Linked DNA regions of Mus musculus: region 2 is linked to region 1. The links are chromatin contacts, called in public HiChIP or PLAC-seq maps. All regions are on one chromosome and are shown on one strand. The core of a region is the stretch at or near the end of the contact, and the rest is flanking DNA. Distances in the headings are between cores, read along the strand shown. Region 1 has its middle 21 kb from the start of Gm35125. Region 2 overlaps Gm19696 (predicted gene, 19696).

Region 1 (5,912 bases), core at 2,279-4,778:
CTTTGGAAGTGATGCCATCCCATGTTTTGGTGTGGCTGGGTCTGACTGGATGGTCTTTGGCCTGCACCCAGTCTTTGAGTTCTCTGCCGATGACTCTAGCCTTCTGTCACTCCAGCTTCCTATTCAGTCTGATTAGAACTGAACACTGTTGCTCAATCGCTGAGTCCCCAGCGTCTTACAAGGCATATAGCACATCAGAGCTATTTATTGTGTTTGTCAAATGGATAATAAGATGCAACTCTGGCTTCCAGAAGTTAGCCTTGTTTGTAGAGAAGAACCAGACAAGCTGGGTGCTGGAGGGTGAGATGCAACTCTGTCAAACCAGGTCACAAGTTTTGCTGGGCGGCTGGAGGTCAGTGGGATCCAGGGCTACGCTCAGTTCCTGGAGGACCTGATGAAGAACCAGGGAGCAGGCCATTTGGGGCCATTGGAGTGCATAGCTACAGCAGTGGCCCAGGCTTGCAAAATAGACTAACACAGCCATGCAGAGGCATGGTCTTCCTGGAGTGGTGTGCAGGTCAGGTCCTGGGGCCTGTGGGAGTTGAGCAGTCTGGAAAAAGAGGGCTATAAGGAAATTGCAGAGCGCTGAGGCCTTGGACAGCCCCCTCTTACCCCCCCCCCCGCCCCTGTTTGTTTACTCTCTAGCTTTGAGCACAGGGAAGGCCTCCTGCTAGCCCATTATATGGAAGTTCACTATGAGGCTCAAAGATCTTCCCCCACCCCTTGGTGCAATGGGAAACAGTGACATTCTGAGGCTCAGCTGAATGGTCACTCTGTGTTCCCCCCCTCCCCCCCACGTGTGCTTCCTAGTGTCATGGAGCCACCTGAAATGTCTTCCAGGGGCTTTGGAGCTGAGGCTATGAGACGTGAAACCGCAAAAACAATCTTTTTCCTCCTTTCTCCTTTTCCTTTCTACCTCCCTTGCTTTCTTTAAAGCGTGGTCTTGCTATGTACCCCTGGCTGGTCTCGAACCTGCAGTGAACCTCCTGTGCAGCCACGCCCATCTCTGAGGCTGGGAACTTTACTTCATCTCTTTGCCTTCATGCCTCCTTCTAAACGACTGTTATTATACAATGCAGACCAGAGCAACACACACACACACACACACACACACACACACACACACGCGCGCGCGTACACATACACGCGCGCGCGCACGCACACACACACGCACGCACTCATGCACGCACGCACGAGTGCGCACACACACACACACACACACGCCCACACACATGCCCACGCGTGTACACGCGTACGCGCGCGCACACACACACACACACACACACACACACTGATATAATGAACACCTATGGAGCTATGAAACAGATTCAGAAATAGAATTATGATGCGACCATGGCCCTTATGTGCAGCTCCCCCAGTGCACACCTCTTCTGCCCCTTCGTCTGCCGAAGTGACCTCTAGCCTACACTTGGGCTTTCTCAATGTCCGTGTTTGTTCTTTTCTAAAGCTACATGCAAGTTTTGGCTGTCATTATTTTGAGGAAGATCTCTTGAAGCTCAGGCTGGCTTCAGATTAGTTACATAATCAAGGCTGGCCTTAAGGGCCTGCTTCTCTTACCTTCATCATCCGAGTACTGGAATTATGGGCAAAGCATACAACTGTGGCCTGGCTTATATGATAGTTAAAAATTATTAGAATATAGTAGTTGTATCTAATAGTGGGCTCCATTGCAATATTTCATACATACATAATACATTTTGATCATACTCAGCCCACTACCATCTCATCCCCCTCCTTATGTGTACATTTTTAAAATTCATTTTATTTATTTATACATGAGTGTTTTGTGTGCATGCCAGGAGAGGGCATCAGATCCCATCACAGATGGTTGTGAACCACCATGTGGTTGTTGGGAATTGAACCTGGGTCCTCTGGAAGAGTAGCCAGTGTTCTTAAACTCTGTACCATCTCTCCAGCCCCATGTGTAAGTTTTTAAAAGGCATTTCCAGGGTTGTTTAGCATTCTTTGGAATCTCGAATAAATTGTGACACTGTAGTATATGTTCTGCAATTAGCTTTTCTCCCCACATGTGGGCAGAGCTCATGCCTGCTGACACGTGTAACTCAGCACTGCTGAGAATCTGATTGCATGAAGATGTCATTTTCCCAGGAGCCCTTGCAGCCCCTGGGGCTGGAGTGGATGGCCCACCCCAGTGGCTCTGATCACTTGGGCGTAGCCACCTCTACAGGGACGCTCCCACCTTCTTCTCCCCACCCCTGTGGGATGGCAGGGCTGGGCTCGTTCCTTCTTTGCCTCGCTGAACCATTGCTTCACTGAGCAGGAATTCAAGTGAATTTTAGGCAACCCTTGTGTTTCCCATAAATCAGTGTCGAAAGTGAAATCCTAGCACGAGGGGCTGCAATTGCAACCAGCTGAGCGCAGCAGGGCAGACTAATTTGAGCCTGCCCTGAGTGGACATGGGTTTTTGACAAGGCTCTGCCAAGCCCTTCTTTAGCACCTAGAGACGTGCTAGGCTCAGTGCCAGCCCATGAGCTGGCCCAGGCTTAAGGGGCCCACCTTCTCTCTGTGCTGACCTCTCTTGCCTTGCCTAGTGGCCTACTGGGTACTAAAAGGTGGCCTTTGAGCCAGGAGCAGGCTGTGCTGGGGGTTCACATCATTGCTCTTATGAAGGAGAAAGATGGAGAGCCCCCATGGCAGCTCAGCCCTAGGAACTCAGAGCTCTGGGTGCTGTTTGGTGGCTTTCCAGGACTGGTCACTCCTGCCTTTGCATCACTAGTGCCACCAACACTGTGGCTTAGACTATAGAAATGTATTTTCTCACAAGTGTGGAAGCTGGAAGACCAAGATCAAACTGTCGGGGTCAGGGGCTTCTTTAACCTCCCTCCTTGGCTGGCCATCTCTTTCCTCAGTGGCCCCCTCGAAACTGAGCCCCTGACCTCTCTGTGCTCCCCTCTTCTCTCCTTATAAGGACACTAGGCACAGGAGGTTAGGGCCCACCCTAGCAATCTCATCTTAATGGGCCTCTCTGTCTTCATGTCTCCAAATATGGTTGTACTTATAGGCGCTGGGGGCTTGGGCCTCAACAGGGGAGTTTGAAAGTACCCAGTTCAGCCCATGACAAGGGTTATGGGGGTCATATACAGGGTGGCCATGGGATTAAACAGTGTTACAGCTAAGAGGAATTATTTATGTCATAGCACTTTGTATGTGTATATACCTCTAAGTGTATGTTTCTCTCGCCCTCTCCCTTCTCTCTCTCTCTCTCTCTCTCTCTCTCTCTCTCTCTCTCTCTCTCTCTCTCTCTCTCTCTCTCTCTGTGCCTGTTTGTGTAGTTTATACATGTGAAGACTAGGTCAATATTAATATTGGGTATCTTTCTTAATCAGTCCTTATTTTTTGAGACAAGCTCTCTTAACAAACCCAGAGTGCCCTGATTTGACTGAACTGGCCGACCAACCAACGCCAGGGAGCTTCAGTCTCTGCCGCACAACCCCATGGTTCCGGGTGCTGACGTGGGTCTCTCTGCTTGCACAGCAGGCACGTCACCGTCACAGTCACCGTCACAGTCACCGTCACTAGCAGAGCCTCTCCCCAGCCTTCCCACCATGAACGCGTTGTTCATCCTTTGAAGTCCTTGTGGGTTTCTACTTCTGCTGGACCCCAATAGTGAGCACTTGGAGTATTCCTTACGCCTGGCTTCCTGTAGGTGGCAGTAAAGACCCCTGTTGGCTCCGTGTGCTCATCTCTGGCAAAGAGACCAAGCAGTAGAAAGAGAACTGTCTTTTCCTACATAAACGCTCTGCTTTGGGGCCCACAGGGCTCTGGACTGGCTTGAAGTGGACCGTGTGCCTGTGGGTAGTCATAGGCACTGACTCTAAGCAGAGTCACCTGTTTATCTTAGTTTCAGGGACTAAGTTTCATGAAGGGGGTTATGTGACTGCAGTAGAGATGGAGGTTGGTCACGAAAGTATGGCTTTGTGATCCTTGTCATGAGCACTTCCCTTCAACTACTATGATAGGGTGTTTGTGTGTGTGTGTGTGTATTGATTCTATGTGCACATGCATGCTTATACATCTGTGTGGGAACAAGTTTGTGCATTTCCATGAGTATCTTGTGCTCTCTCAGTTGCATCTGTGTTCCTGTGTCATTGTGCATATGTCTGTGTATTCGTGTCACCATGCGTTTCGTGCATATGTGTGTGTGTAAGTGTGTTAGACGTGTGATGGGGTGAGGGAGGGATGAGGCAGGAGGCGGCAGAGGGCAGAGGCTCTGGCCTTGACCCAGACCAAATGACCACAGATGTGACCTTTCCCCCTTTCCTGTGGCTATTGAGGTCACTGCCCTGGGAGACTGAAGAACTTTCTTTTGGAACCATGTGGGGCTCAGCCTGGGGAAGCAGAAAAGCGGCTCCAAAGGCAAACCGGATGATCTTCATCCTGGGGAGCCTGGAGCCAGCAGGGCCTTGTTTAATTCTGCAGGAATGTGTAAGGTTCCCACCCAGCTGAGCAGGCCCCAGCCTGACTTAGAGGCCTTAGACTCAGAGCCACCCAGCCAGAGGCTGGTGCCTTCGACAGGGGGACACCCTTCCGGAGAGACAACACATCAACCCCGGGGTCTGGGGTGGCCTAAGTGGGTGACAGTGTCTGTGCCAGGGTGCCCAGCCCTGCGCTGCATGAAACAAGAAGCAAAGGGGAGATAGATGCCCTGGCCCCAACCTCAGCTCTGAGGTTAGCTGGGGTGCTAGCAGGCAAGAGGCAACTGGCCAGTAGGAGAAGGTGTGTGTGTGTCTGGGTGTGTGTCTGGGTGTGTGTAGAGGTGACACACTCAGGTAGTACAGAGTAGGCAAAAGGGGCAGTACCCATCTGTGACCATTGAGAAGGCTCCTGGGGAGCCTTGGTGGGTTTTGTTGGGCACAGTGGGAGTGGCAGGGCTTTGAAGGTTGTAGGGAATGTACTGGAAGGCTTTGCGAATGGTGTCTAGGTGGGAAAGAAAGAGTCTAGAGAGAATGTGTGTGCACATTGGCTGGGGGATGGGGGGACAAGAGGAATGCGAGCCAAGAAAATCAGCCCCAGTCCTCAGGACTGGAGAGTGCGGGCCAGGGGTCATTTGTAGGCAGTCAGGAGCTACTGAAAACCCTCAGCAGGGGCTACCCTGATGAAAAGTGTGAGGTGGTGTGTGTGTGTGTGTGTGTGTGTGTGTGTGTGAGGGTGTTCCCTGAAGACAGATGGGCTTTGTGATGGGCCACAGTGTGGGTGAGGCAGGGTTGGCATTCAAAATGAGGAAGGCTGGGCTGGCATGGGGTCGTTCGTGGCTTGAGTAATGTGGTAGAACCATGTTACCTTTTGTCTCTGTTTGTTTCAGATCTTGGTTCTGTGTTTGGAGTCCCCTGACCTGTGTCAGTTTGATATCTTTCCTTTATCACAGCTCAATGTACCAGTAGTGCCCGAGACAAAGAGACCAGACCCAAGGCAGTCCAGACTTCAGCCTGTCTTCTCAGCCTTGCCAGGGTGTCTGATCTCTGAGTGAGTTTCTGAATAGTTCACCTACTGGTACCAAAGTCCAGGCTCTGTCGTTAACAGTGAGGAGAGGCAGAAAGGAAGGGAGCCCTTGACTGCAAGTGCGTGGGTGTCCTTGTGGACGAGCACGCAACCACCAAGACTATTCCATTCAGTCCCAGTAAAGGCTGAAAAAGATTTCTAAGTTTAGGTGTGCTTAGGGGTACACCTAGCCTGGGTAGGACAGCTTTCAGCCTGGCACACAGTGGAGACCCATGTTTGTTGAGTGAATATGTGTAAATGTGGTCACAGCTCAGGCTCCCAGGACAAACAGAATTTCTGACTGGTCACCCACTGAAACCTACCAGAAAGCTGAATCACATGAAGTCAGCCTGCCTGGGCCTCTTTAGCACATGGCTATTGGCTGGACCTAT
Region 2 (5,834 bases), core at 2,443-4,942, 250 kb after region 1:
AGTTCACTAGGTGTCCTCCTATCATCCTGAGGTTTCCAGATACACAGGAAAACCCCAAAAGCCTACAGTATTAAAGGATCACAGCCAGATCCCTGTTTCCATCTGAGGGTCCTGTCCTCCCTCCTGACTGTAGACAGGTCTTAGACAGATCTATAGACAGACGTTACCTGCCTGGAGTCATGGCCTCCAGGGAGGGGAGCCCAACAGATGAGCTGTCTCCTTTTACACCCCCTCCCCTAAGGCAAGAGTTCCATCAGAGACTCCCTGGCTAAGGGTTGAAGGGTTATCTCTAGAAGGTACTGACAGGCAGCCCACCCGCCCTTGAACCTGTCTATAGATGAAATGGAATTTTTGAAAACTCATGGCAGGCCTGGGGGAGGCAGAGAGGGGCTTAAGGAAGTTGGATGGGGCCTGGCAGGGTGGGTCTGTCTGTGGGATGTGTAACTTCTGTCATCCACTGGTCTGAGGAGGAACATCAGAGGCCCTCTGAGAATAAAAGCCCAGGGTACCAGGGCTCCTGCACCAGATTCACAACATCTCTTCGTCCCAGGCTCCCTCTCCTGGGGTGGTGGCTGGGGTGTGGGCAGAGGTTGGGTCTGTGTTCTTTCAGGCTTCAAATGCTGGCCCCTGATCTAACAGTGCTCTCAGAAGGCTGCCTTTCACCTCAGCCCCAGGGGCTGGCAGCAGGCTGACTGGTGGAGCCATCCCCATCACGAACTCTGGAGGGAGCCTTCTCTGGGACTCTCTCACCTTCCAAATGTGGCTGCTGCCTTCTCCTGGGATTTTTGCCCATGGTCCCTGGGGTCCTTGGAACAAAGCCAGTCACTCCCCAGGCTCAAGCATCCCTGGGTGTCAACACTGGCAGAAGAGCGGCAACTCCAGGGTCAGCTCTGAATTCTGAATCCCAGGGTAGTCTCGGCTCAGGAGGAGCTGCTTGCCCATCCATAAAGGGCATTTGTGCCCAGGCAGCACCCTCCCACCTGGGGCTGTTCACACAGTAAGGCAGTAAGAGGACAGACACGCCTGTGTGAGCCTGGCTGAGGTGCAGAGGAAGCACGGCTGGGGTGAAGTGTTAACGGCCTCCTTCCCGCCTAGCCCGAGCCAGCTCTCCCAGACTCCCCAGAAATGCCTCTTCCTCCGGGTCCCAGCACGCTCCCTCCACATCCCTGGCTGCAGATCTGTCCTGCTTGGACAAACATCCCACTCAGCTCTTGGGTTTATGGCTTTGCCTGGTGCCTTCCTTTATGTGGTTAGAAACCTGTACTGTGCTCCTGGCAGAGTGGAGGATTCTGGGCTGGGAATGGGGGCTGGGTCGGGCCAGCAAACCACAAGAGGAGGGCTGGGTGGACAACATGGGGAGACACGCTTGCCGGGCCAAGCTGTGTTCAGGGACAGAAGTGGGAGTTCCAAGGAGGTGCTGAACATGAAGGGTGGAGGGGACACTAGTCCTGAAGGGGACAGCAAGGAGCAAGCAGTGAAGCTGGGGCCATCATGGGTTGGTTTGTTGGCTTGCTTTGAGACAGACAGAGTCTTCCATATTCCAAGCAGGGCTGGAACTCACAATTACAGCCAAAGATAAACTTGAACTTCTGACCCTACTGCCCCTACCTCCTGGGATTATACACATGTACTGCCATGGCTGGTTTTACTCTGTGCTGGGAATCAAACCCAAGGCTTCTTGCACATGCTAGGCAAGAACTCTACCAACTGGGTTACACATTCGGCCCTTTGGTTTGTTTTGGGATGCACTGTTTATTAAGTACCAACTCTCTCTGTCTCAACTATCCCATGAATTCTTTATCTCACGTCCACAAAAACTTGTAAGTGGAATCAATGCCATTTAACAGATGGCAACACAATTCCAGGGCCCAGGGACATGAAGTAGGACAAGTGTGTTGTAGAGAGCGTGCTGTAGAGCTCTCAAGCCCAGGCAGGTGGCTGAGGAAGTGCATGGTGCTGGAGAAGAGCCATCACACTGTTCAGTCTTGTCAGGAATTGTAAAGTGTTCAGATCTGGGCCTCAGACTGTTGGTTCAGTGTTCCAGGAAGGCTAATAATGGCTCACCCTATTCTAGAACTCTCTGTACCCTTGGATAACCCAGGATCCCTGGGAGATTTGAGTCTCTTAACTATCAGCATCGTCTATGCTAATGTCTGCCACACAGGGTCTCAAATGTTCAATGTACATAGAAGTTACAGACTAGAATAACACGCTAGGGTGCAGGGTATGGCTCAGTTGGTGCTGTGCTTGCCTAACATACATAAAGCCCTGGGTTTGGTCCCCAGTATCACACAAACCAGACCTGGTGGTGTATGCCTGAAATCCCAGCCTCAACTACATATTGAGTTTGAGACTAGCCTGGGCTTTATATGTGACAGTGCTCATAAATAGATAGATAGATAGATAGATAGATAGATAGATAGATAGATAGATAGATAGATAGATGCACCACACTCCAAATGTGTTACTTTGTCATTTGCACACAGCTCTCTTTCAGAATTCCAAGTCAAACTGCTACCCAGGGGACCAGGTCTATCAACCACGTTTGCTAGAAAAGAAGATTTTGATTTTAAGGATTCAGGAACCACGTGGCAGACAAGATACCGAGATAACACTTGGGGCCAAGTTTCAGAGCAAGATGGGGGCACAGTAGGGACATCGAAAGCACCTGGGGCCCCTTCTGTGTCAAGACAGCATAGTCCTTCACTCCCAGGAAGCAGCCCAGTTGTGGTGGTACATGCCTGTCATCTCTCACCAAGAAGGTAGGAGAAGGCACCCAAGTTGGAGGCCAGGCTGGACAGCAAGAAGCAGAATGAGAGGGGTGCTCTAGCACTCAGGAGGCAGAGGCAGGAGAATGCACTTAAGTTCAAGACCAGGCTAGTCTCCATACAGAGTTCCAGGCCAGCCAAGCAAACAGCAAGACACTACCTTGAGAAGGTAGGGGAGAAGAGAGGATATGATGGTGTGTGTGTGTGGGTGTGTGTGTGTGTACATGGGGTATGGAGTGTCTCTGTCAGGAGGGAGGAGGTGAGGGTCTGGAGTACAGAAGACTAGAAGCCTAGACAAGCTCACCCTGTCCCCCAACAGAGCAAGGACAATCCCAGGCACCAAGTAGCCCCTGAACTCAGCAGTCTCTTATTTCTCAAGCATTTTAGGAGTCTAACATGGCCAGGCCAGCGTCTGCAAGTCTGCTGTGGAAGGAATCAGCTTTGTAGTCCAGAGAGTGGCTTGCTCTCCCCACTGTGAGCTGGACCCCAAAGGGGAAAAGCAAAAGAGGAAGCCTGAAACACCTACTTCATGTCCAGGGCAGTCTTTTGTGTTTTCAACTTCGTTTTTGTGATTTTTTTGTCTTTTATGAGTTTTTTTTGGGGGGTGGGGGTGGTACTTTTTTTAACCCTTGACAACCTTGTAAAGGGAATCTGAGGACTCCCACTTTTACACACAGGACTCAGAAAAGTCAAAGCAATTGAAAGGCGAAGGCAGCCCTGCTAATCAGTGGGGCCTGATCTTAGAAGTGGGGGCCTTGCTGGAAGCTGGGCAAGAGGAGAAGGTGTGGGCTTGGCAGGGGAACATCCTCCCGCCTGCCTTTATTGTTCACAGAACCGAAAAAGTGATGAGAGCTTTCCTTCCTGTCTTTAAGAAAACAACAGAATCAAAACAAACAGAGAAGGGGAACTCCCCTCTGCCAGTCCCTGCGAGAAAGAAAAGGAAGCTCTCCTGCCGGTGGCGACCTGCGCTACTTCATGCTGGGACAGAGGCTGCTAAGCCAGCTAAGCCGGCACCCACACTCTACCCCGGGGCTGCTGGTCCCCTGCATACTGAGTCTGGTCTTAGCTTACCTTCAAGAGAGGACACAGCCATACACGAGGCAGCTGAAGCTCCTGGGAAAAGCTTTGTAAGGCCAGGGCCAGGAGGAAATGGAAATATACAAGTCGAAGATGTAAAACTAAGGGCTCTGGAAATGACTCCCAGTTAGTTATCACTCAGGGCTCCCAGCCCCTACCTCATTTCTCAATGCCAGAACTACCCACACTTACTGAACTCAGAAAAGGGGAGCCCCCCCCCCCCCGCAAAGTCCTATTCTTCCTGCCCTGAGCCTGTGTGTGCTTTGATGACCTTGGTACAAAGTCTAGATCAGCCACAGGGCCCCTGGTAACTTAAGATACCCCTCACCTTACCCAGATCTCTCCTACTTGGCTCTTTTAGTCCCAGATAGCTTGTGGTAACTGGTTGTCTAAAGTGACTGACTGACAGAGTGATTTCTGCCCCTCTGGACAAAGGTCTGAGGCCTTAAAAGGTCCGGTGTCACCATTACTAAGCCCACAATGACAGTGTTTTCACCGCACAGGTCCGCCTCTGCTCTAACAGATACTCTAAGGCCATCTGTGCCCGCTGAAAGCTTCAGTTCAATTAAGGAATTTGTCTGTGGTCTGGGTTCACAGGGAGCTGGTAGCTGGGAGAATAGTTATTCTCCACTGAGGCTAATTAGTCTCAGGAAAGGGTAAGTGACTAGTGTGTCGCACTCAGGCCTGTACCTGCTCCTGTGGGAAATGTCAGCGGTCTCCCAGGGCCTGAGAGAACTCCTCAGAGGCTGGACCTGGGAGATGTTTCTTGATGTTGCTGTTGCTGGGCAATTGCTGTCCCCCCACTGCCCACTGGCTCATTCCTGTCTCAGGCCCTGCACTGAGTGTCCCTGGGTTGGTGTCAGCTGAATGAAGAGCCACTACCTGAGCTTCCCTGGCAGCCGATGGCCAGAGGTCAGAGGTCAAGGAGGGGTTGCTCTCTGAAGACCAGGCCTGGGCAGGGTCTTCTGAGGCCCTGCACAATCTCTTCCTTAGCATCCCCATTGCCTGAGGCCGCTGATACCAGTTCTCATGCTATATTCAAACCTCATCTCTCTTCGTGATCTCTTATCAAAGCACAAGCCAGCCCAAACCCTGCCTCTCCCTCCAAAGTTTCTGCTGGTTCCCCACTGCTGAGTGGATAAATTCTGGTCCTCCTGGGCATTAAGGGTTAATGCCTACTTTCTTGGATTCCCATCCCTGTCCTGCAGCTGGATGAGCACAGATGTGCTGGGATAGTTGCCCTGCCTGTCAATGACTTCCCAAAGGTCCAGTTGCAGTCTCTGTAGGCATTTGTCTTTCTCTCTTCTGTCTTTCCTGAGGCTCGTGACTCCAGGACCTTGCATAGACCAAGCAAACCACCCTGGAAGCGGCCTAACCCCTGTGTAGCTCCGACCTGGAACTTGCTAGAAAAAAAAAAAGCTGGCCTCACACTCATAGAGAGCCATCTGCCTCTGCCTCCAGCGCTGGATTAGAGGTGTGCACCACCCACCATGTCTGGCTTTCATGGTCTTAGACAGGGTCTAAGTTTCTCAAGCTCCTCTTGAATCTTCCTGCCTTGGCCTCCCAGAGAGCCCAAGCCTAGCTAAGACCCAGCTCTGTCTAGAAAACCTCCTGACCCTCAGGCCCCCCGGGGACCTCTCTGTACAAAGTGCAGATAAGGCTCTGTCAGGTTGGGGCTCTATTGTTATCTGTTCTCACAGCTGGCTCTCCGGGTCCTGGGCCTCCCCAACGGCCCCATCTCCGAGTCTGACTCAGTGGCACCCCAGGAAGCTCTGCATGAACGAATCAATGTGCTCTGTAACTTAGTCAATTCCCTCTGCCCTGCTGTAGCTGAAAGAACATTCTCTCCTGGGTAACTGGGAAGAAGTGGCTGGCCTATGGGAGGTGCAGGGCAGGGCACCACTGGGGTGGCTTGTGGCACCTGCTATTGTCTAAAAGATTCGCCTGGAGTATCCACATTGAGGCATTTGTGCTATGTCTTCACGTGGC

What was found. HiChIP or PLAC-seq counts read pairs in DNA pulled down with a chosen protein or histone mark.
Region 2: an H3K27ac HiChIP or PLAC-seq map of the HPC-7 cell line shows a contact between it and region 1, with 8 times the contacts expected there. The contact joins two enhancer-like sites. A contact is called at or near these places in 2 of 15 datasets of contacts at CTCF or cohesin (the G1E-ER4 cell line and the NIH/3T3 cell line), 2 of 484 Hi-C or Micro-C datasets (the G1E-ER4 cell line and the N1E-115 cell line) and 7 of 115 datasets of contacts at active chromatin or transcription factors (the HPC-7 cell line, embryonic stem cells, epiblast stem cells and 4 more).

Annotation. Positions count from the first base shown.
Region 1 is chr17:83,893,208-83,899,119 of GRCm38.p6, forward strand. No RefSeq gene overlaps it. Among named protein-coding and RNA genes, the nearest start is that of Gm35125, 21 kb to the left of the region's middle. Within about 2 kb of position 3,529, at least 72 of the 459 cell types and tissues checked have an H3K27ac peak or open chromatin away from gene starts, as enhancers often do. A contact at or near this core is called in the HPC-7 cell line, where this site is marked.
Region 2 is chr17:84,142,374-84,148,207 of GRCm38.p6, forward strand. All of the region lies in intron 1 of Gm19696 (predicted gene, 19696), which reads right to left. Among named protein-coding and RNA genes, the nearest start is that of Gm19696, 11 kb to the right of the region's middle. Within about 2 kb of position 3,693, at least 131 of the 459 cell types and tissues checked have an H3K27ac peak or open chromatin away from gene starts, as enhancers often do. A contact at or near this core is called in the HPC-7 cell line, where this site is marked.